7 separate regions of the Mus musculus genome follow, and regions 1, 2, 3, 4, 6 and 7 are each linked to region 5. The links are chromatin contacts, called in public HiChIP or PLAC-seq maps. All regions are on one chromosome and are shown on one strand. The core of a region is the stretch at or near the end of the contact, and the rest is flanking DNA. Distances in the headings are between cores, read along the strand shown. Region 1 overlaps Pcnx2 (pecanex homolog 2). Region 2 holds the start of A730098A19Rik (RIKEN cDNA A730098A19 gene). Region 3 overlaps Disc1 (disrupted in schizophrenia 1). Region 4 holds the start of Kcnk1 (potassium channel, subfamily K, member 1). Region 5 holds the start of Sipa1l2 (signal-induced proliferation-associated 1 like 2). Region 6 overlaps Pcnx2 (pecanex homolog 2). Region 7 has its middle 110 kb from the start of Gm30713.

What was found. HiChIP or PLAC-seq counts read pairs in DNA pulled down with a chosen protein or histone mark.
Region 1: a contact with region 5 is called in an H3K27ac HiChIP or PLAC-seq map of extraembryonic endoderm stem cells. The contact joins the enhancer-like site here to the promoter of Sipa1l2 in region 5. A contact is called at or near these places in 1 of 15 datasets of contacts at CTCF or cohesin (large pre-B cells), 4 of 484 Hi-C or Micro-C datasets (the HL-1 cell line, bone marrow-derived macrophages, reprogramming fibroblasts and 1 more), 9 of 115 datasets of contacts at active chromatin or transcription factors (bone marrow-derived macrophages, cardiomyocytes, embryonic basal ganglia and 6 more) and 4 of 9 other capture datasets (adipose tissue, embryonic stem cells, liver and 1 more).
Region 2: a contact with region 5 is called in an H3K4me3 HiChIP or PLAC-seq map of embryonic basal ganglia, with 4 times the contacts expected there. The contact joins the promoter of A730098A19Rik here to the promoter of Sipa1l2 in region 5. A contact is called at or near these places in 3 of 39 promoter capture datasets (the HPC-7 cell line, hippocampal neurons and maxillary cranial neural crest), 1 of 15 datasets of contacts at CTCF or cohesin (CD8 T cells), 3 of 484 Hi-C or Micro-C datasets (the HL-1 cell line and embryonic stem cells), 9 of 115 datasets of contacts at active chromatin or transcription factors (embryonic basal ganglia, embryonic forebrain, embryonic limb bud and 6 more) and 1 of 9 other capture datasets (adipose tissue).
Region 3: an H3K4me3 HiChIP or PLAC-seq map of bone marrow-derived macrophages shows a contact between it and region 5, with 3 times the contacts expected there. The contact joins the enhancer-like site here to the promoter of Sipa1l2 in region 5. A contact is called at or near these places in 1 of 484 Hi-C or Micro-C datasets (centrocytes), 11 of 115 datasets of contacts at active chromatin or transcription factors (bone marrow-derived macrophages, craniofacial prominence, effector CD8 T cells and 8 more) and 2 of 9 other capture datasets (adipose tissue and pancreatic islet).
Region 4: an HNF4G HiChIP or PLAC-seq map of pancreatic cancer cells shows a contact between it and region 5. The contact joins the promoter of Kcnk1 here to the promoter of Sipa1l2 in region 5. A contact is called at or near these places in 1 of 484 Hi-C or Micro-C datasets (embryonic stem cells) and 1 of 115 datasets of contacts at active chromatin or transcription factors (pancreatic cancer cells).
Region 6: an H3K27ac HiChIP or PLAC-seq map of embryonic stem cells shows a contact between it and region 5, with 10 read pairs. The contact joins the enhancer-like site here to the promoter of Sipa1l2 in region 5. A contact is called at or near these places in 4 of 39 promoter capture datasets (the 3T3-L1 cell line, embryonic stem cells, hippocampal neurons and 1 more), 4 of 15 datasets of contacts at CTCF or cohesin (embryonic stem cells, large pre-B cells, pro-B cells and 1 more), 52 of 484 Hi-C or Micro-C datasets (the 4T1 cell line, B cells, the C2C12 cell line and 29 more), 23 of 115 datasets of contacts at active chromatin or transcription factors (astrocytes, bone marrow-derived macrophages, cardiomyocytes and 13 more) and 4 of 9 other capture datasets (adipose tissue, embryonic stem cells, liver and 1 more).
Region 7: an H3K27ac HiChIP or PLAC-seq map of extraembryonic endoderm stem cells shows a contact between it and region 5, with 5 times the contacts expected there. The contact joins the enhancer-like site here to the promoter of Sipa1l2 in region 5. A contact is called at or near these places in 1 of 39 promoter capture datasets (embryonic stem cells), 1 of 15 datasets of contacts at CTCF or cohesin (the NIH/3T3 cell line), 6 of 484 Hi-C or Micro-C datasets (adipose-derived mesenchymal stem cells, cerebral cortex, muscle stem cells and 1 more), 17 of 115 datasets of contacts at active chromatin or transcription factors (the NIH/3T3 cell line, bone marrow-derived macrophages, craniofacial prominence and 12 more) and 3 of 9 other capture datasets (embryonic stem cells, liver and macrophages).

What each region holds. Positions count from the first base shown.
Region 1 is chr8:125,826,441-125,829,140 of GRCm38.p6, forward strand. It overlaps Pcnx2 (pecanex homolog 2), which reads right to left. Exons shown (of 34, transcript NM_175561.4): 18 at 1,603-1,695; 19 at 479-629. Among named protein-coding and RNA genes, the nearest start is that of Gm51603, 17 kb to the left of the region's middle. Within about 2 kb of position 1,366, at least 9 of the 459 cell types and tissues checked have an H3K27ac peak or open chromatin away from gene starts, as enhancers often do. A contact at or near this core is called in extraembryonic endoderm stem cells, where this site is marked.
Region 2 is chr8:125,896,589-125,899,288 of GRCm38.p6, forward strand. It overlaps A730098A19Rik (RIKEN cDNA A730098A19 gene), which reads left to right and starts at 1,326. Exons shown (of 2, transcript NR_155422.1): 1 at 1,326-1,866. Pcnx2 (pecanex homolog 2) reads right to left here and starts at 1,729. Exons shown (of 34, transcript NM_175561.4): 1 at 1,341-1,729. The coding sequence starts at 1,493.
Region 3 is chr8:125,092,343-125,095,048 of GRCm38.p6, forward strand. The region is part of intron 3 of Disc1 (disrupted in schizophrenia 1); the gene reads left to right. Among named protein-coding and RNA genes, the nearest start is that of Disc1, 40 kb to the left of the region's middle. Within about 2 kb of position 1,334, at least 4 of the 459 cell types and tissues checked have an H3K27ac peak or open chromatin away from gene starts, as enhancers often do. A contact at or near this core is called in bone marrow-derived macrophages, where this site is marked.
Region 4 is chr8:125,993,748-125,996,447 of GRCm38.p6, forward strand. Kcnk1 (potassium channel, subfamily K, member 1) reads left to right here and starts at 1,355. Exons shown (of 3, transcript NM_008430.2): 1 at 1,355-2,067. The coding sequence starts at 1,713.
Region 5 is chr8:125,568,611-125,571,310 of GRCm38.p6, forward strand. Sipa1l2 (signal-induced proliferation-associated 1 like 2) reads right to left here and starts at 1,253. Exons shown (of 22, transcript NM_001357372.1): 1 at 1,045-1,253.
Region 6 is chr8:125,846,566-125,849,265 of GRCm38.p6, forward strand. The region is part of intron 15 of Pcnx2 (pecanex homolog 2); the gene reads right to left. Among named protein-coding and RNA genes, the nearest start is that of Gm46061, 4.1 kb to the right of the region's middle. Within about 2 kb of position 1,421, at least 15 of the 459 cell types and tissues checked have an H3K27ac peak or open chromatin away from gene starts, as enhancers often do.
Region 7 is chr8:125,270,036-125,272,815 of GRCm38.p6, forward strand. No RefSeq gene overlaps it. Among named protein-coding and RNA genes, the nearest start is that of Gm30713, 110 kb to the right of the region's middle. Within about 2 kb of position 1,511, at least 28 of the 459 cell types and tissues checked have an H3K27ac peak or open chromatin away from gene starts, as enhancers often do. A contact at or near this core is called in extraembryonic endoderm stem cells, where this site is marked.

The DNA of each region.
Region 1 (2,700 bases), core at 116-2,615, 260 kb after region 5:
CTCTGAGGTTGCCATTTGCACCAGGCTATTTCTCCCATGGGAGTTGCTACACCAACCCCTGTAGACACAGCTGCTCTCTATACAAAGCTCTTTCACAGAAACTCAAGAATCCAGAGCCTGGTAGTTAGTGGTCAAGCATGAAGTGGTTCTCTCCTTAGTGCCCAGTCACTATAAACCAGAATTGTAACCTTCAAGCATGAGCAATGGATGCTAATTTCCCTATGGAATCAGTAAGCAATGACTATTCTAACAGAACTTCATAGTTAATTTGACAGACTTTCTTTCCTATTCCACCTGAGCAGCCTGTTTTGTGCATCGCCTAGACTCCATCTTTGTAACATGGGCAAACACGCAGTGAACCCTGCTTCCTTTGAAGCGTGAGGCACCGTGGCACTGATCACACTCACAGAGCTGTGCCCCTGTGCCATGAGAGGCGTGCCCACTGCTTTGCTGTCCCCCCTGAGACTACGACACTGACCTCTTGCCTCCCGCTGCTGGTACTCCTTGCTCCTGAGCACAGGATGTGAGATCCACATCCAGGGGTGGTGCTTCCGTAGCTGAGGGAGCAGATGGTGGGTGATGAGCCCCACGGTGCCCGCCAGGGCAAAGAGCACGATGCTGAGAAAAGGCTGCAGAGGACAGAGAGGTCAAAAGTCAACTCTTGAGTGAGTGATGTAGGCATCTGCCATCAGGCCTTCCCTCCCACTTTTTTTTTTTTTTTGGCCTGTGCATTTTATGTATGTAGAGGTGTGCACACACGTGTATGCATGAGAAAGTCAGGGGATAATCTTGGATGTCATTCCTCAAGGGCCATTCATCATCTCTGTTTTCTGAGACAGTCTCTCGCTGGCCTGGAATTCACTGAACAATCTAGGCTGGCTGGAAGGCTGCTAAGACAACCAGAGTACTGACTGAGCCTGCCCCCACCCTCTTTCCTCTCATAGGAAGACCTATGTGCTGAGAGCTGCTAAGAACAGGGTCGGGAAGTGACCCCTGGAAGAGACTGTGAGAATTCTGTCCCCTGTATCATACCCTAAGACTTTTTTTCAGAGGTAGAGAACAGCACACTCACACTCAGTTGATAAAACAGTCCAGGGAAGATGTGGCCATGAATGTCCCATGTTTGTGACAAGGCAACAATATTCTGTAAGAACTGTAAGGCAGAGTCCTTGGAGATATATATGTATATGAATATATATATGTATATGAATATATATATGTATATGAATATATATATATATATATATATTCATATATATATATGTATATATATCTCCAAATGGTCTTTGTGTCACTGTGGCTCAGCTCAGATACAGTGACCTCTCTCTCTACTGAGGGAGATCTGGTGTCTGTTCCCAGCCTGTCACAATGACAACTGTCCGAGATTACAAATTGTCCTATCACTCTTAAGGACAAAACGACTCCCCCAGGGACAGGAGATGACTCACAAAGAGGTTACCCGAGTCTCCTCGTGGACATAGTTCTTTGTGTGTGTGTTCTTTGACCCTCTTCCCTGGCTCCTCTGCCCTCTGTACCCTCATTCCATGCCTAGCCCCTATCAAGAGAACAAGCAAGGGAGAGCCGAGCCTTGGGGCCACCTACCCGTAAGGACAGGAAGACAGTGCTGGCACTGACTGCAAAGGAGAGCACAGCAGCGGCTGAGCAGATGACAAGGTCTGATCTCAGGACATCCTTCTAGAAAGAGAAGATTGGCTGTGAGGTCAGCTCTGTGTGGCTTCCTCGGAGGCGCTTGCCAGGCGAGTCAGCGGCAGGATGCTAACACTCCACACTGCTCTTCTGTATGTCAGACCCATGTGTCCTGGAACACCCCAATGGCACCATCTACTAGCTTAGTCACTGGATCCCACTGGGGATGTCTAAGGGAGAGGGAGGCAGGTATGGTGCTAGTAGATTAACATACATGCACTTCAATGGAGAGAACAAACATGTCTACACATAAGAGGCCTAAGGTTCCTTCCCACAAACTCATGGGATACAGAGTCCCCACAGACCTCCCAAAGCCCCCCAACTCACAGAGTCTCAGAAAGCAGGACTGATGCTAACAGTCTCTACGAGGTCCTGGGTGGCTTTGGAGGTCAACATACAAACTGGAAATACCAGACAGAAGCCTTGCACACATTATATTTTGGACCATGCTGTACACTTCCATGCAACCATCAGATCCATAAGCAAACAGACAAACAAAACCAAACAACCAACTACAGCTTCCCAGCTACTTCAGTCAGTACACACAGTTTGGGACTGTAGGTGTCACCCGCCTGGCTTTCTTTCATTGATTTTAAAATGGAAATAATGTGTTGTCTCTTCCCTGTCATGCTGCTAGCTGGATGCCTGTGTTAACATGTAAAGCTGGACACAGACAGTGGAAACAATAAAGAGAATACAAACACCAACCCTGTGTGGTGGGTGTGACCATGGGTGTGGAAAAGTGGGTGGTTCAGGAAGACCACGATCCCCACACCTTCTCCTGTCATACACCCAGTGTGCCTGTTCTGAACTTTCTCTGGTAAGTCAGAGTACTGTGAGCATGGGGGGAATTAAAGGGATAACGCACCACCCAATTCTTTCACTATGATCAAAAGTGAAAGCAGCCTAGATTAGGGCGACTTGCCCTCACACCATTGAGGGAAGTTAAGAAGGAACTGAAGCAATGCTGTTAAGCAGAAACCTTGAAGAAAC
Region 2 (2,700 bases), core at 76-2,575, 330 kb after region 5:
GTTGAGCACCACGGCTGGCACAAACTGGTTCTAATGGCCAGTAAGATAGCTCAGAGAGTAAAGCTGCCTGCCACCAATCCTGATCCAAGGATCCCCCAGAGTGGAACCCCTGCCAAGTTGTCTTCTGATCTCTCTGCATGCTTTCAAGCACACACACACACACACACACACACACACACACACACACACACACACACAGGAGCAAGTATCTTGTTCTACAGCCAAGGAAAGTAAAATGTCAAAGTAAGTCAACTCCTTCCATGGTCCCAGAACTGGGAAAAGCTGGGCCCGGAGTTCAGCTGAGCCAGTCTGTTTCCAGAACCACAGCTCTGAACAGCCTGCCAGTAAAAGAGCCAGGGTCTAGGGGTGCCAAGCCACCAGGCATCTCGAAGGTCAGACTCAGGATCTGTCACCTATGCAAACTCATTGAAGATTTTGTGGAGCAGAACATGACCATGTACTGTTCTAGGGACAAAGTCCTTCACAGACACATCAGAGACGGCTCCTCGCCTCACCGGCAAGTTAACAGCAGGCAGCTTTTTAAGGGTGCCCCATCACGCCTTGCGCTACCTATATGTTTAACTGACCTATGAAGGTCATAGGTAACCATTCAGTAAGCATTCACTATCCCCCATTGTTGGCCATCCCAGAGGAGGAGCTGCCACACTGCTCTGGCATAGGTGTATGACATTTATCCACTCCTGTATATTTTTAATTTTTTTTCAGACTTCTCTACACCATAGTGAAACTGCAGAGTGATTGACAGTGGAATCTACCTTCCTAAAGCAAAACAAGAAGAGAAGAGTAGGAAAAAAGAAAAAACGACTAACAACCGAAATCAGGTCGCCCTGAGAGGGATTCGTACTGCCTTTTTATTGCGACTGCACCTGAGGTGTTATAGCTGGTGTTATAGCTGATATCATCCGAAGTCGTGAGGCTCCATGGTTGGTACCCATAAGCCAGTCTCAACCGTTCAGACAGCAGGGCCTGACTCATCCAGGCAGCCCACATCGATTTTTAATGAGCTCACAATCCCCAAAGTCCTACATACTTCTTTCCGGAGACTCTCCAGTGCCCTGCAGGACTGTTGTCCCAAAACCCCTTGCCTCATTCTTCCGTCCCTACTTCTCAAAGTCACTGATTCCTTCCCATCCTGGGCATCCTCTGTGGCTCCCCCTCCCCTTCTTTCATAACCTTACTTCCTATTTAGTTCTTCCCATCTCCTTCCTTCTCTCCCCCTTCCCTCTCTTCTCCTGTTAATTTTCCTTTCCGCTTCCTGTTTCTCCTCCTTTTCCTTTCCTCCTCCCCCTCCTCCACCCACCCCTAAACTGGGGACTCACCAGGTGCAGAGCCAGTGGCAGCAAGAGCAGGAACAGCCACAGGTAGAGGTGGCAGCTATTGGTGAATTTGCTATGCTCCGGGTCGTGGTACCAGCCCCCTGTGAGAGCGGCCCACACACCCTGCCTGAGCAGCTGCAGCACCTGGGACGCCATGCCCGCAGAGTCCGGCAGAAACCGAGCGTGCCCTGGGGCTCAGCACCCTAAGCTCAGCACCCTGGAGCTCAGTACGTCGGCGCGTGCCGGTGTGCTCCAGGCGCGGTCCCACCCCCGCCGCCACCGCCCAAACCGCGGTAGACGCTGAACAGTACGGACCGGCACAGCGCGGTGCTGGAGCCGGCTGGGGCTGCCAGGCAGGTGCGCGCCATGTCCAAGGGAAGGAGGATTTTCCCATCATGCTCTGCGATGGCTGCTCAAGGATGCTCCGGCGGCTCCGCCCTGCGCCCACACAAGTCTGCGAAGGAGCTCAGTCCCTCCCTCTCCTTGGTGGCTGGAGCTCCACCTGCCTTTTCTCCTGAATCTCCCAAGAGTAAGTTTGCAAGGTGTGAGAACCAAGAATGTTCCCGTGTGAGGACCACAGACAGGAAACTTCTTGGCTTTTGTTTTTGTTTTGTCTCCTGCCCCAAAAGGTTTGTATAATCTGGAGGCCTAGGCTTGCGGTACTCAAAGCGATGTCCTCTGAGCTCCACCTGCGGGGCTTTGATCCCTGTGACCTTGGTTGGCTACAGACTAGAGGCTCTAAAGTTTCATGTGCGACATGGTCTGCTCCCACTGACCTCTTTCCACCCTGACTTTTCTCCTCCACCCCCGATTACCTAATTGGACGCACAGAAATGATAACCGCCGTTCTGAAATAATCGTTGGAGCCTCAGTTAACCACACATTTTTACCTTACATTGTTTTATCTTACTGATAAGGCACGGTCTCACTCTGTAGACTGAATTGGCTTGGAAGGGATTATGTAGCTCGGGCTGGCCTGAAAATTCATGGCAATTCTCTATAGAGTATTGAGATTATGAGCATAAGCAACTACATCCAGCTTTCTTTCTTCTTATATATTTCCTGAACATAATCTGGGATAGCAATCTACCATTTCAACCAGGAGGAGAGGGGGGCGGGGAAGGGCGGGGGAAGAAGGGAGGAGAGAAAAAAAAGAGAAGAACAGATTTTGATTGCGGCGCTAGGTGGCGCTAGATCGCTGCTAGAACAGAGTAAAGCCCATTCTTGATATTGCCAAACCAGCAATGAATCCTAACCCTGATTAATAAGCAGGGATAATCCAATACAGCAGAAAGCTTGTTCACAAAATGAAGGGTCTAATCTTTACTTTAGTTTGTTTGCTCTTCACATGTGTCAGTGTGTG
Region 3 (2,706 bases), core at 84-2,583, 480 kb before region 5:
AATCCTTCCTGGGTACTCTTCTTCAGCATCCTTTCTGGTACCCTCCTTCAGCATCCTTCCTGGTACCCTCTTTCAGCATCCTTCCTGGGTACCTTCCTTCAGCATCCTTCCTGGGAACCCCTCTTCAGCATCCTTCCTGGGAACCCTTCTTCAGCATCCTTCCTGAGTACCCTCCTTTAGCATCCTTCCTGGTACCCTCCTTCAGCATCCTTCCTGGTACCCTCCTTCAGCATTCTTCCTGGTACCCTCCTTCAGCATCCTTCCTGGGTACCCTCCTTCAGCATCCTTCCTGGTACCCTCCTTCAGCATCCTTCCTGGGAACCCTTCTTCAGCATCCTTCCTGGTACCCTCCTTCAGCATCCTTCCTGGTACCCTCCTTCAGCATCCTTCCTGGTACCCTCCTTCAGCATCCTTCCTGGTACCCTCCTTCAGCATCCTTCCTGGTACCCTCCTTCAGCATCCTTCCTGGTACCCTCCTTCAGCATCCTTCCTGGTACCCTCCTTCAGTATCCTTCCTGGGTACCCTTCTTCAGCATCCTTCCTGGTACTCTCCTTCAGTATCCTTCTGGCTTGTTCCTTATTGTGTGCTCAGAATTTCTGGAGTGGGCCTAGCACTCTATATTTCTCTAGTTTCTAGAGGACTCGGGGATTAAGGTTGGAGGAATTGTGGCTCTAAGATTCTTCCACAGAGGGGCAGGCCACAGGGCAGTGGCTGGGAGTTTTAAGGGGGCATCTGTCTGGTTCACAGTAAGTCACATCCTGTTTAAGTCCTCAACTTGCACACTTGGCTTGCATATTGAGAGCGTAAGTGTCCTTGTGAAGTGTATATCTGGTTGCTGGGCATTCAGTAGATGCTTTATGAGGTATTAAGATGTCTTGGTACCCACACTCTCACTGCCTTAGAGCAGACGAGGAGAAAGCACTACAGAGTTCTCATGGCAGAACATTTTTGGTTTGGGAGGTTAGGTGGGTGCAGGGAGAAAGCTATGGGAGGCAGACGTCCTCCTGGGATGAGACTCAACACTGACGGTTATCTGTGATGGATGAACCCTGCCCCAGTCACTAGGTGATTGTGGAGGTTTGAACATCAACCGTCTCCCGGAACCTCATAAGATTAGACACTTGGTTCCCAGCTCACGTGGCTGTTTTAGAAGGTCGTGGCGCATTTAGAAAGTGGAGCCTAGCTGGCAGAAGCAGGTTGCTGGGGGTTGGGGGGAGGTGGGTCTTTGAAGGATTGAACCTCTTTGGGATTTGGTCTGTATTTTCTGCTGTCTAGTCAGCCATGATGTAAGACCCTCTACTGCAGGCTCTGACTGCCACCATGAGTCACTACCATGGTGAACGGAGGATCCTCTGAAACCACAAACCCAAATAAACCCTCCCTCCTTACATTGCTCCTGTTAGAAGAACAGAGGAAGAAGAAAAATAACAGAGTATAGAGTTCTCATAGGTCAATGAGATTCTGGGTCAGTGAGTCCTCATCTTCAATGAGCTGACGTTTATTGTAATGAGATTTGTCGAAAGACCCTGGAATATAACCTTAATTCCCACCTAGTTTCTCCAGGTTCCTAAAAATATTGGAAAATTGTTGAGATTTATTTACATCCTGTATAAACTTTGTTACTCTGTGTGTGTGTGTGTGTGTGTGTGTGTGTGTGTGTGTGTGTGTGTGTGTGTGTAGACAACAGCATACTTGCTCTCTGTCTTGGGGAAGAGTGTGTGATGGTGTGTGCCGGAGCACACCAGGGGAAGCTACAGGACAGCCACATATCCCCAGGTTTTTGCTCCTTTTTCCTTTCGTTCTATGCTCAAGAGAAAGATGTGGTTGGCACAGAATAGAAAGTTCCATGTTTTATCTCATTAAAATCACAGCAAGTTTACACTGCAAAGCCTCCTGGGGGAGACTCCCTAAGGACTCTGACTCCTCCCATCTCCCTTGCCAGGGAAGTCAAGTTCTTGTTTCTTTTATCTTTACTGCAGGCTGGGAAGGCCTTGGGGGGGGGGGGAGAATAACAATACTTTCCATGTTTGCTTAGGGTCCTTTTCCCATGAGACACTTTTAGACTCATTACATTAATGCCTGCCTGTGACTGAAGTGCTAAGGGCAGGAACAAGACTGGGAGAGACCACTGCTTGGACGCTAGGGTGCAGAGTAGACATTCCCGTGTCTCTGTCTAGGACTCAGCCTAGAAGGAGGAAAAGATTGTCCACAGGGATCCTGTATTGATACCCCACTGGCATACTGTAACCCTGCCTGCTACTTCACTGCCAGATGAGCCAGGAGTGGGTGTGAGGTGGAGCAGAAACTCTTTGGATCTTAGCATCTCTGTTTCTCTTTCTGTGTCTCTGTCTCTCATACATACACATACACATACACATACACATACACATACACAGACACACACACACACACACACACACACACATACACACACACACATACACATACACATATACGATGTTTGGTCCTGTGTGTTCAAGTGTGTGGAGGTCAGAGGTGGCTGGGAACTGAACCTGGATTCTCTACAAGAGCAGTAAGTGCTCTGAATTGCTGAGCAGTTTTTCTGTCCCCCAACACACCTTAGGAAATACTTGAATGTTGTGGCATTAGAGTTTAGAAAAATTTAGACAAGCAAATGGTTAGGGTTAGGGTTAGGGTTAGGGTTAGGGTTTAGGATTAGGGTTTAGGGTTAGGTTTTGGGGTTA
Region 4 (2,700 bases), core at 105-2,604, 430 kb after region 5:
TCTCCTCTACTTCCCCACAAACAGCTGCTGGAGGCAGTTCTACTTCTACATGTTAGCCTGCTTTGCAGACACAGTTCTGTTACAGGGTACAGCATAAACGGTTCGCATATTTGAGATTCCAGACAGCTGTGCTTACGTCTGCATAGTCTTCAAATTCATCTTTAAAGATCAGATGTCATCTTGGCTGGGGAACGGTTCAGCAGTCCAGGTGCTAACCACGGTCCCGGCAACCGGAGTCCATTCCCGGAGTTCATTGGAGACATTGATAATAATGATAATGCTATGATGATGATGATGATGCTTCAACATTTTTTTTTTTAATTCGAGTCCTGAGTGTCTGACCACAAGTCTGGGTACCCAAGTACTTTACCACTACGTCATCTTTCCTGCTCCCATTCCCCTAGTTAGGAGCCTTTAGAATGTCCCTGACTCTTGACTCCATGTGCATGTAATGACAAAAATACACCTCTGTGTGTGGAGTGGTGGTTTGAATGAAAATGGCCCCCACAGGCTCATAGGGAGTGGCGCTATTAGGAGGTGTAGCCTTGTTGGAGGAAGTGTGTCGCAGGGGATTGAGCTTTGAGGTTTTAAATGCTCACGCTGACCCAGTTTTATTCTTTCTCTCTCTCTCTCTCTCTCTCTCTCTCTCTCTCCTGTTTGCCAATCCAGATGTAGAACACTCCGCTCTTTCTCCAGTATCATGTCTGCCTGTGTGCCACCATGTTCCCAGTCATGATAATTATAGACTAAACCTCTAAAACCGTAAACCAGACCCAGGTAAATATTTTCCTTTATGAGAACGGCTGTGGTCATGGCGTCTCTTCACAGCAATAAAAACCTAAGACAATAGGTATGATGTATGGCACGATATATAAGACAGGATACAGCTATGCTGAGTCTTATGTATGTGACTGTCATCCTTCTCTAGGAAGTGTCACAGAGTCAGGTCCTCCACCCCCACCCCTAGAAGCACACAGCTAGACTCTAGAAGCACACGGCTGCACATGTCTATGCAGAAATGTAGAACCCAACCTCATCCACCATCAGTTCCTCCGTGCCCTAGCGCACATTTCCATTTCTGTCTCCTGACCACGAAGTCCTTAAAGTTTGGGGTATTGTTTAGGCTAAAATCCAGAAGCTGTGTTTTCCTGTTCCAGGTGGAGGATGGGGTCAGGAGAGGATTCAAGTAGCTTTTTAGAAAGAGGTTCATTGTATTTTCAATAGTCTGGGCAGCAAATGGCTTAGCTGTCCAGTCAACAAGACAGAGGAAGACAGGATCTATCTGTACCCTTGGTATTTGGCTATAGTAGCTTTAATCAGGAGGAATGCCTGGGGGGACAAAAGTAGCTAGGACGGGGGTTACGGTGGCGCGCGCGCGCGCGCGCACACTCTCTCTCTCTCTCTCTCTCTCTCTCTCTCTCTCAGCTCAGGCCTGCTGACTGCACTGGGGAAGGGAAGAGGGAGCCAGGCAGCCTCCGGGTGGCCTGGCCAGGGTCTGGCGCCACCAAACCTGCACTTTCCGGTTTCGGAAGCCAGGTAGGGGGCGCGGGCAGCCAGCAGCTCCCGCCAAGTGGGTGAGAGCGCTCCGCCCGACCAACTCCCGCTACCTGAGCCGGCCACCACGTCACCGCCACATCATCTGGCCTCTTGTATTTGCACGAAACCAGGAAAGGGAGCGGCGGCGGGAGGCGCGGAGCGCGGGCGCCGGGAAGATGCTGCAGTCCCTGGCCGGCAGCTCGTGCGTGCGCCTGGTGGAGCGGCACCGTTCGGCCTGGTGCTTCGGCTTCCTGGTGCTGGGCTACCTGCTCTACCTGGTGTTCGGCGCCGTGGTCTTCTCGTCCGTGGAGCTGCCTTATGAGGACCTGCTGCGCCAGGAGCTGCGCAAGCTGAAGCGGCGCTTCCTGGAGGAGCACGAGTGCCTGTCGGAGCCGCAGCTGGAGCAGTTCCTGGGCCGCGTGCTGGAGGCCAGCAATTATGGAGTGTCGGTGCTCAGCAACGCCTCGGGAAATTGGAATTGGGACTTCACCTCGGCGCTCTTCTTCGCCAGCACCGTGCTCTCCACCACAGGTAGGGCCGCTGCTGCCACCTTACCCCAAACCCCGGCGTCCCCAGGCCTCCGCTGGGCGCATCCTGCGGTGGCTCGCAGTGGCGGCAGCCAGTGAGGTGACCCCGGAGCACGATATGGGTACTGCAGCTGTTACTCTTTGGGAATGGTCTCAAACACTCTGGACCTTGAGGCTGCAGGGGTCTCATTCACTTCTCCGTCCTTGTGAGGAGCAGGTAGGAGCTGATGGGAGGGTAGGTCCCCGACATTTCTGTCCTGGCAACTGAGCAGCAAGACCAGGAGATGAGGAGAGTATCCTGTGCTTAAGAGCGTTCGCCTCCTTCTGGCCCCATCCCAGAGACCCCAGGCCGAGAAACCTAGCAATGACCCTTGGATGGGTCACCTTCATGACTGTGACTCCCTTCCCTACTGTAGACCTATTACAGCTTCTTTGGATCTGTTTTGGGGACAGTGGTGACATCACTCTGCTCTCTGCAGGTGACCTCTAAGCAGGCAGGCCTATGGGGGTTTCAGAGTAGGAGGAAGGGTGGGAGAAGGGAAGGGAGTCACTTGACCTGGGCCCCACATGGTGGGGCTTCCTGAATCAGCGGTTACTTCAACTTTAGGTGCGTTGAGCTTCTCTTCTACTTTGAGGC
Region 5 (2,700 bases), core at 3-2,502:
ACCCTCCACCCCCTGCAATAGATCCCATTGCTGCCTGTTCCGGAAACCGCTCCAGCTAGCCATAAACAGCATGTCGAAATCTATGCAGCTCTTATCACCAAACCCACCCAAGAACTCCACATTCTCCAAAGACATCAAGACCTCCGCGATGCAGAGCCCAGTAACAAGCAGCTCGCTCATTCGTAGTCACCTCTGGTCGCTAGAGATCAAAGCCCACTTTCCATATTTGAAAAAAGAAATATAATAACCAGTTTAAGCCTTACAGGGGAGTACTATGTTTCAAATAAAGCAGCAGTTTGGGATAGTTTCTTCCTTTCATTCCAATTTGTAAGACGTTAAATAAATAAATAAATCCCAGCCTAGACTGCAGACGCAGGAAACTCAAGCGGGCAGCGGACTAAAATGCCTGTCATAAGAAAGCCATCTAGTGTTAAAGTTTAGAAGTGAAACCGCAGACAAAAGGAACATTTCTGGGACTATTTTGAAGTTACTGGGGAAAACCAATGAGAATAACCAAGACGCCCCGTTTTCTGCGGATGACTTGGGTTTTGGGGTGTTCTGCATTCTGCCTTTCCCCCTCGCTGTTTGGCCTTCTTTCTCAAAGCCATCCTTGCGCAGACCGAGGCAACTCCAAGCAGAACCCGAAGCGCCTAAGACCTGTTTTGACCAAAATCAGGTATCGCCCAGCCCCAATTCGTGAGGACGCACTTGCTGTCCGTTCGCCCGTGCTGACGTTGGCCCGGACTGAATTAATGTAGCCGAAGATGGTTAATGACGACAAACGTCTCCCCAAGGGGTGACGCCAAGTTGTCCTCGGCTTTCGCTCTCCGGGAGACGAGCCGAAATTGATTCTCGGGATTCTGCGACCAGGCTCAAATGAATGTGCCGGCGCTGCCGGTCGCTTCCCGACCGCGGTCCTCACCCGCGGAGACGCGAGCCCGCGCGTACAAAGGAGCGGGAGTCCCGGGGGAGCGGCCCGCAAGTTGCGCGCAGCCGGGCAGGTCCGGTCCCTGCGCCCTGCACCCCGCACCCCCCGGCACGCACCTCGGAGCCGCGGTCCTCTGGACCCCGCCAGGGCCGGCGCGCAGAAGCCAGGGCCTCGCCGCCCGCCGCCGTCCCGCGCTACCCATGGGCGCGCTCCCCGCGCGGCCGTTGCGCCCGCGGCTCGAGCTGTCGCCAGGCGCCGCGCTGCGTCCTCGGCCGCCCGGCTCCGTCTGCAGCCGGCTCCCGCCGCCGCCGCCCGCCCCGGCACCGCCCCCACGCGCTCCGCCCCCGCCTATTGGCCGGTGCCCCGAAAGACCCCACCCCGAGCGCGCCGCCCCCTCTCATTGGCCGGTGGCCGGACGGTCCCCGCCCCTAAAGCTCCGCCCACGCCCATTGGCCAACCGGACAGGCCCCGCCCCGAGCGCTCCGCCCACGCCCATTGGCGCGCCTCCTGGCCAGACTCGCCCCTCGCGGTCGGGCGCGCGCGAGCGCGAGCGTCCTCGGAGAGCGATTCTCCAGGTCGCGGCGAGCGCGAGGCCTCGGCTTACGGGGACAGGCGGCCGGCTTCGGAGTGCTCGCGAGCCCGGGTGCCCTCGGAACGACCGGTGCTCTCCGGGTGTGGACTCTCATTCGTACATGCTCGCACCATGTCCGGACCCTTGAGAGTCACCACGGCCTGGCGAAGCCCGAGGGACGGACTTGACGCAAAAGTGCAAGCTGTAGTCGCGCGGGCCGGGGAACCTGAGCCAGGAGCGATGCACGAGCGGGCCCACGCCTGCTCTCGGTGTTCCGGCCCTGTCTACCCCCTTTACCCCCAACCGCCGGGAGCCTCACCTGCGGCCGGCTGCAGAAGAGCGGCGTTGGGCTCTATTTTGAGATGCACGGGCAGGAGGAGTAAATAAGGCCGGAGCAGGTGGCAGAGCTGGCTCCACCTTACGTCCCCAGAGTCCTGAAATGGTTTGTTTGGGACTTTGAACTCCTCCCTGGAAGAGATAATGTTAATAATGTTATCTCTCCTTCCCTGTCGCAGTGCTTCCTACTACGAGCACACATCCTGGTGAAGTTTAAACAGTGGGTCCCCACCCAAGCTGCATTTCTCTGCGTGCACATTGTCCAATCTCTTATATATCATTTTAAATACAGGTGTAATGCGTAGGAATGGGCCTTGTAAAACATGCCAGCAACCTGTATATGACATTATGCTCCTGAGATTTCCAGGTTTTGAGGTCTTTCTGGATGGTCTCCCTATACCTACCGTTTGCAGAAGTTGTGTATGCATTCCACAAACATGAAGTCTGAGAAAAGTCCTGTGCTGCAGTGCTTTCTGGGAAACTTTTTACCAGACCCTGCTCTGTGCTTGGGGGTGAGGTGGGGGAGGGGGCAGATTAAACCGGGGCAGAGACTGTGGAATACAGCGCCAGAGAGGAAGGCAGGGCGTGGCTGCGGGCTCAGGTATCTTACAGAAACAAATATAAAATGCCTCTTTTGGCGAAGGTACGGAGATTGCTGGGGTTTCCAAGAAAAATACCAGCCATGAGGCATTCAACGGAGCTTGTCTAAAAGCCAGCGTGAGTCAGATTCCTCAGAAGTTAAGGGCGTTCTCTGCTTTTGCCAAGGACCTGGCTTCTGTACCAGGCTCTCAGTGGCAACTTACAACCATCTGTAACTCCAGGTTCAGAGGATCAGAGGCCCTCTTCTGGCTTCTCTGGTCATTGC
Region 6 (2,700 bases), core at 171-2,670, 280 kb after region 5:
GCACACCGTTACCCTCCCTCCCCACCAAATCATATTCTAGAACTATGGGTTTATTATAGATCTACAATTAGACTTTAAATCCTGAATATGGGAAATGCCGAAGTGCGGGCTACAGCTGGGGAGTGCTAGGGAGCGGGAGCGGGAGGGAGAGAAACCCTCCTGCAAGCCATTGTTAATGACGCTTGGGAAACATTAAATTATAAAAATGTGCTCCAGCCTCTGGGTCCTCTCACCAGCAATAAAGCAGAATTTCTTCGTAAAAGATAATAATAATAAAAAAAACCCAGCCATCTAGGTTTACCTAGACAAACAGAAATCCTGGCTAATTAACTGCTGAGCTGTTTCTCCAGGGAGCAAATATTCCAGTGGCTTCCGTGTGTGTCACTGTCATATATGTAAGTCATGGGGGGGGGGTCTGTTTTACGTGATTTGCAACCATCTCGGATGAGCCAAAGAGAATACGAGATTAAAAGAGGAATCGGATTTTCTTTCTCTAATTAATATTCCAGAGGGCAAAATCAACTTGTCCCCCCCCCCAATCTACTTCTCCCGAGTGATAACGAGGCCAGATATCAGGGCAAGGAAACAGAGGGGACACTTAAGAGAGAGGCACCCCACCCTGGGATCTGCTTTATGGTTCCTGCTGGCTGAAGTCAAAAAGCTTCACACAACAGATAAGATGGACATTGCCCACAGAGACAACACTCTTCTTACAAAAGACATCTAAACCATGGAGGCTAAAATCCCAGCACCTGGGAGGCAGAGGCAGGTAAATTTCTGAGTTCAAGGCCAGCCAGGTCTACAGAGTGAGTTCCAGGAGAGCGAGGGCTATACAGAGAAACCCTGTCTCCAAAAAACAAACAAACAAACAAAAAAACCCAAACCAAACCAAGTCACATGAACCAAGGTGACTCAGGCCCAGAGTGTTCAAGAGCCTGACTTTAACCCCTTCAGCTACCCCCTCTCATCCATAAACTCAATTAAGACCCTCCATACCATTAGAAAGGAAGATCTTTGAGAAACAAAGAAACCAGCTCATATATCAAAAGACAAATTGAAACTTTGTTTCCTTTGTAAACTCTGCTCACTCTTTGCACCTGGTTATAAATTATATCCTTTGGGCTAGGTAACTTCACAGGACTCCAATCACATTAGCCTTGGCTGAGGCCCCTGGGGAATCTCTCTCTTAAGAAGCCCAAGTTTATGTCTTAGGAGTACACTACAGTTTCCCTATGTCATTCTCCTTTTAAATGTTTCCCCTGTGCATACTGTCTCATCTCTCTGCTTAATAAACTGGGTAACGTCACATCACTCTGACATGCCCTGAAACTCTTTTCTTTCTCATTGTTGAGGACTAGGCGTCAGCTGCGTGGTGGTCCCTAAGGTGGGAATTTCCCAGGCTTCTTGCAGCTGTGCTGGGTTGCATCTCTCGGTTTCCATAGGCAACAGCAACAACAATAAATCAACGTAATAAAGCTCATACTGAGACCTATGTAGAGAGAGACATGGCCCCGGCCAGGCGGCTCACAGGCAGCCACGGCTCGTGAGGACCTATTCAGACTATCCATGTCAGCAGCACAGAGCAGGCACCACGGTGTAGAGAAAACGCCAGAAGGAAACCACATGGCCCCAGCTCTAGGGTGTGAAGTGTGAGCCATATTCTCGGTTATCAACTTGACTACAACTGGGATGAACTAAAACCCCAGTGGCTGGGTACACATGAGGGATTATTTTTTCCTTAATTAAATCATTTGAAGTGGGAAGAGCAACTTGATCTGGATCTTTTGAGATGGTAAGATCCACCTTTAATCTGGGCCGCAGCTTAATTCTGCGGAGAGCCTATAAAGGACACAAAGGAGGAAGCTTGCTCTCTGCCTGCTTGCTCTTGTTCTCACTAATGAGTCCATTCCTTTACTGCATGAAAGCCTACTTGTCTAGGATTGCAGAGTGTACTGAAGACTAGATGAGACATCAACCTCATGGACTGAAAAACAACCGGATTTTTGGACCTTCCATGAGTAGCCAGCCATTGTTGGACGAGCTGGACCATAGCCTGTAAGCCATTCTAATAAATCCCATATATGTGTGATATGTGTGTTTGTGCATGTGCATGTATGTATATATGTACATGTGTGTATATGTATATGTGTGTATGTGTGTATGTATATATGTATATGTGTAAATGCATATATGTATTTGCATGTGTATGTGTGTGTGTGCACTTGCACACATGTGAATGAGACACAGAGGGATTCATCCTATTAGTTTGTTCCTCTAGAAAACCCTGATCAATACATTCAGTGTTTGTGGAAGATGGACGTGTTTCCCTCTCTTCCCAGGACCCTCCTGTGAATTCACTAACCACATTCAGTCAGTTCACAGCATTTAATAGGCACCACGTCTTAAAGCAGAGAGTCGACGTGGGACCACTTGAAGTCAGCGCTCCCAGATGAGGAGAAATGCAAATTGCTGTATGGGGTTTATTTTTTTTTTAAACCAAAAGGTATTTAAAACACCAACCAACCAGGGCCATTAATATTTTGTTACTGTTTGTCACTCATTCATTCTGTACTATGCAACAGGAGCCAGTTCTTCCTCCATGAAACAGACTTCCCTGAGTACCTCTGTCCCCCTGTCAGAAGCCTGCCTCAACATTGGAAACCTCAGAGCTGGAAAACGTTTGGTCACAACCCAGAGAAG
Region 7 (2,780 bases), core at 261-2,760, 300 kb before region 5:
ATGAAAAGGGAGAAAAGAAGAAAGTGAGCTGATCATCTCTCTCTCTCTCTCTCTCTCTCTCTCTCTCTCTCTCTCTGCTTCCTGACTATATAAATACAACAGGACAGCCACCAGGCACCCCTTTGCACTACTAACGAGGGCTGTGGATCTAAATTTCAAGAATAGTTCCTATGGCAGGGGTTGGGGGGGTGGGGTGGGGGGGTGGGACTCATTCATCAGGACTCATCCTGGCTCGACTGTCGTAGTCACAAGAAGTTAACATCCTTCCTAAACTTCACACAGTGTCCCCAGCTTTGTCCAGCTGTGTCACTATAGTCCATACATGAGTTACGTCTCTCTGTTTTCTTGTTATTTGTGATTGGTCCAGACTAGTCTCAACCTCCCTCGGCTTCCCCAGTGCTGAGATTACAGGTGTGTATCACCATGACCGTCTTGACACACTTTAGAGAGCCCCAGTTTGCCTTCCTGTTGCTGTGATAAGACGCTGACCAAGAGGAATTTGGGTGGGGTGGGGTTATTGCATCGTACAGGCAAAGTCCATTGTCTGTCAGGGAAGCCATGGTAGGGACGCCATGCAGGAACCTGGAGGCAGAAGCTGAAGCAGACACGCAAGCCTGCAGGTCAATCTGAGGGAGGCAAGTCTTCAATTGACATTTCTTCTTCCCAGTTGTGGAAGTTCTTGGTCAAGTTGACAAAAACTAACCAGTACACACACAGACATACACAGAGAGAGAGACAGACAGACAGATGCACACATGACATGTTACCTTATCTAAAATATGAAAAATATAACTCTAAATACACCCACAGAGTATACTCATCAACAACATCAAAATTCAAGGATTGTTCACATAGTTATACCAGTTCCATGGAAGCACATTTAGCCACCACGTTTGAAAATAGCTTGCAGGCTGGAATGTCTAACTTACAAACCCTTCTGGCTAGGCTCAGTGATGTTGACATTGCACTGCTTGTCATCAGCTAAAGCTATGAACTTCCATCCTTTCAAAGTTAATGCAGTTTCTTCCATCCTATAAGCATTGATTGGTCAAGTCTGGCTTTGTTTTGGGAGCTGGGGTTTAACCTTGAGCAAAGCTTTGCTCCCATAGAAATATCCACTAAGATAAAAACAACAGCAACAATGTGTCTGCAGTGCTGTGAGTGGGCTCAACAGTTCACACACACAGTAAAGACAGCGACTTCTCCTCTTCCAGAATCTATCAAAGGCCAGTAGCTCAGCCGCAGAGTCAGGTCTATGAGCCCCTTTGCCTTCCATGACTAATTATTGCTGGGCCAGTCTTGTGTGGGACCAGCACAAGAGGCCACAGTTCTTAAAAGTTAGCGACTGCATTGAGTCTGGAGGATACAATGTAACTGAGCTTCTAGCACTGTCTCTAAGCGGCTGCTGCAGTTCCCAGAGAGTGCTGTTCTCGCTGAGCCTGGCTGTCCTTTCCAGTTCTCCTTCAACCTTCTCCTGTGGCTCGCACCTGCTCTGCTCTATTCTGACTCTCCCTCCTCAGAGCCAACCAGCTGTCCACACCAGGTGTGGCTTGGGGAACTCATGGACCCAAGGAGGTTTACATGACTCACAGATATGTGTGGGGGTTTATCTGGCCCTGTTTAGGGAGGAGGAGGGGAGGGCTAAGGTGGCTCCATGTCCCAGATGTCCCAGCCTGCTGTGACCTCTGTCCCTGAATCCTTCGATGCACTGCTCTGTCTTCAGCAGCACACCACAGGGGAAGGGACAAAGCACAGGGGCTGGGAGACACAGCATCTGCTTTAGGTTTGACGGTCAGGAGGGAGCTAGCATTGTTCACCTAGTACTTGGGAGCCTAGCACCTCAGATAGGTGCTCCCCCCCCCAGCCCACTCATGCAAAGCATTGTGTACATAAGGATACACAGAAGTCTCTTTGAAAATGTGAAGACTCCGTTAGATATATATAAGGCAGTCTGTGATCGGGAAAGGTTTCCATGCCCTGTTAGTCATTTCGTGTGAACACACATCACACACACCAAGCTCAAAAAGGTACTTCCAACTAGGAAATATTTAACAATTCACTTATGTTTTCTGTGGTTGCTATTCTGAGTTTTTAGTTCTGAATGCCAGGTTCCCCTCTCCTCCTGCCTATCCCCCTTTTCCTCCACTTGGAATATGTTCTTTCCTTAAGCATTGTTTTTTCTAACCCTCATGATTGATTTACTCTTCCGGTACCAGAAACAATGGGTAGGGCTAGGCCTTTGGAATATCCGCCCTGTGCTAGCACGTTGCTCCAATGCAAAGAGAAACAGGGAGTCAAATGAAGAAAGAACGCGCCTAGTGATAAGACACTGAACTCACGACTGTGGTTCCCTGGGAGCTCTGCCGGCTTAATCTTCACAGCTAAGAAGCATGGAACGGTCTGAAACCAAGTCTGAAGACAAATCCTTCCTTTACACTGCTTCTCACGCGTAATTATCACAGCAGTGAAAAGCCTCACACATTCACAAACAACCAACATGATTATCAGCTCAGACAATCACAACACCACCCCACCCCGGAAAGGTTAAGGGAACAAGAAACACCAGCTCAGAGCATGGAAGGCTGGGCTGTCACTCTTGGCACATCTGCCTAATCACGCCTAATCACATACCCTGCCTTTCTTATCACTCTTAATCCTATAGTGTGACCATAAGTCCAAAGAGCAGGTGCTACTGTGTTTGTGTCTGCATTGTTTTGAATAGATCAAAGCCGCAAGTAGGGGTGGGAATACAGCTGAGAGGAGAGACTGTTTGCCTTATG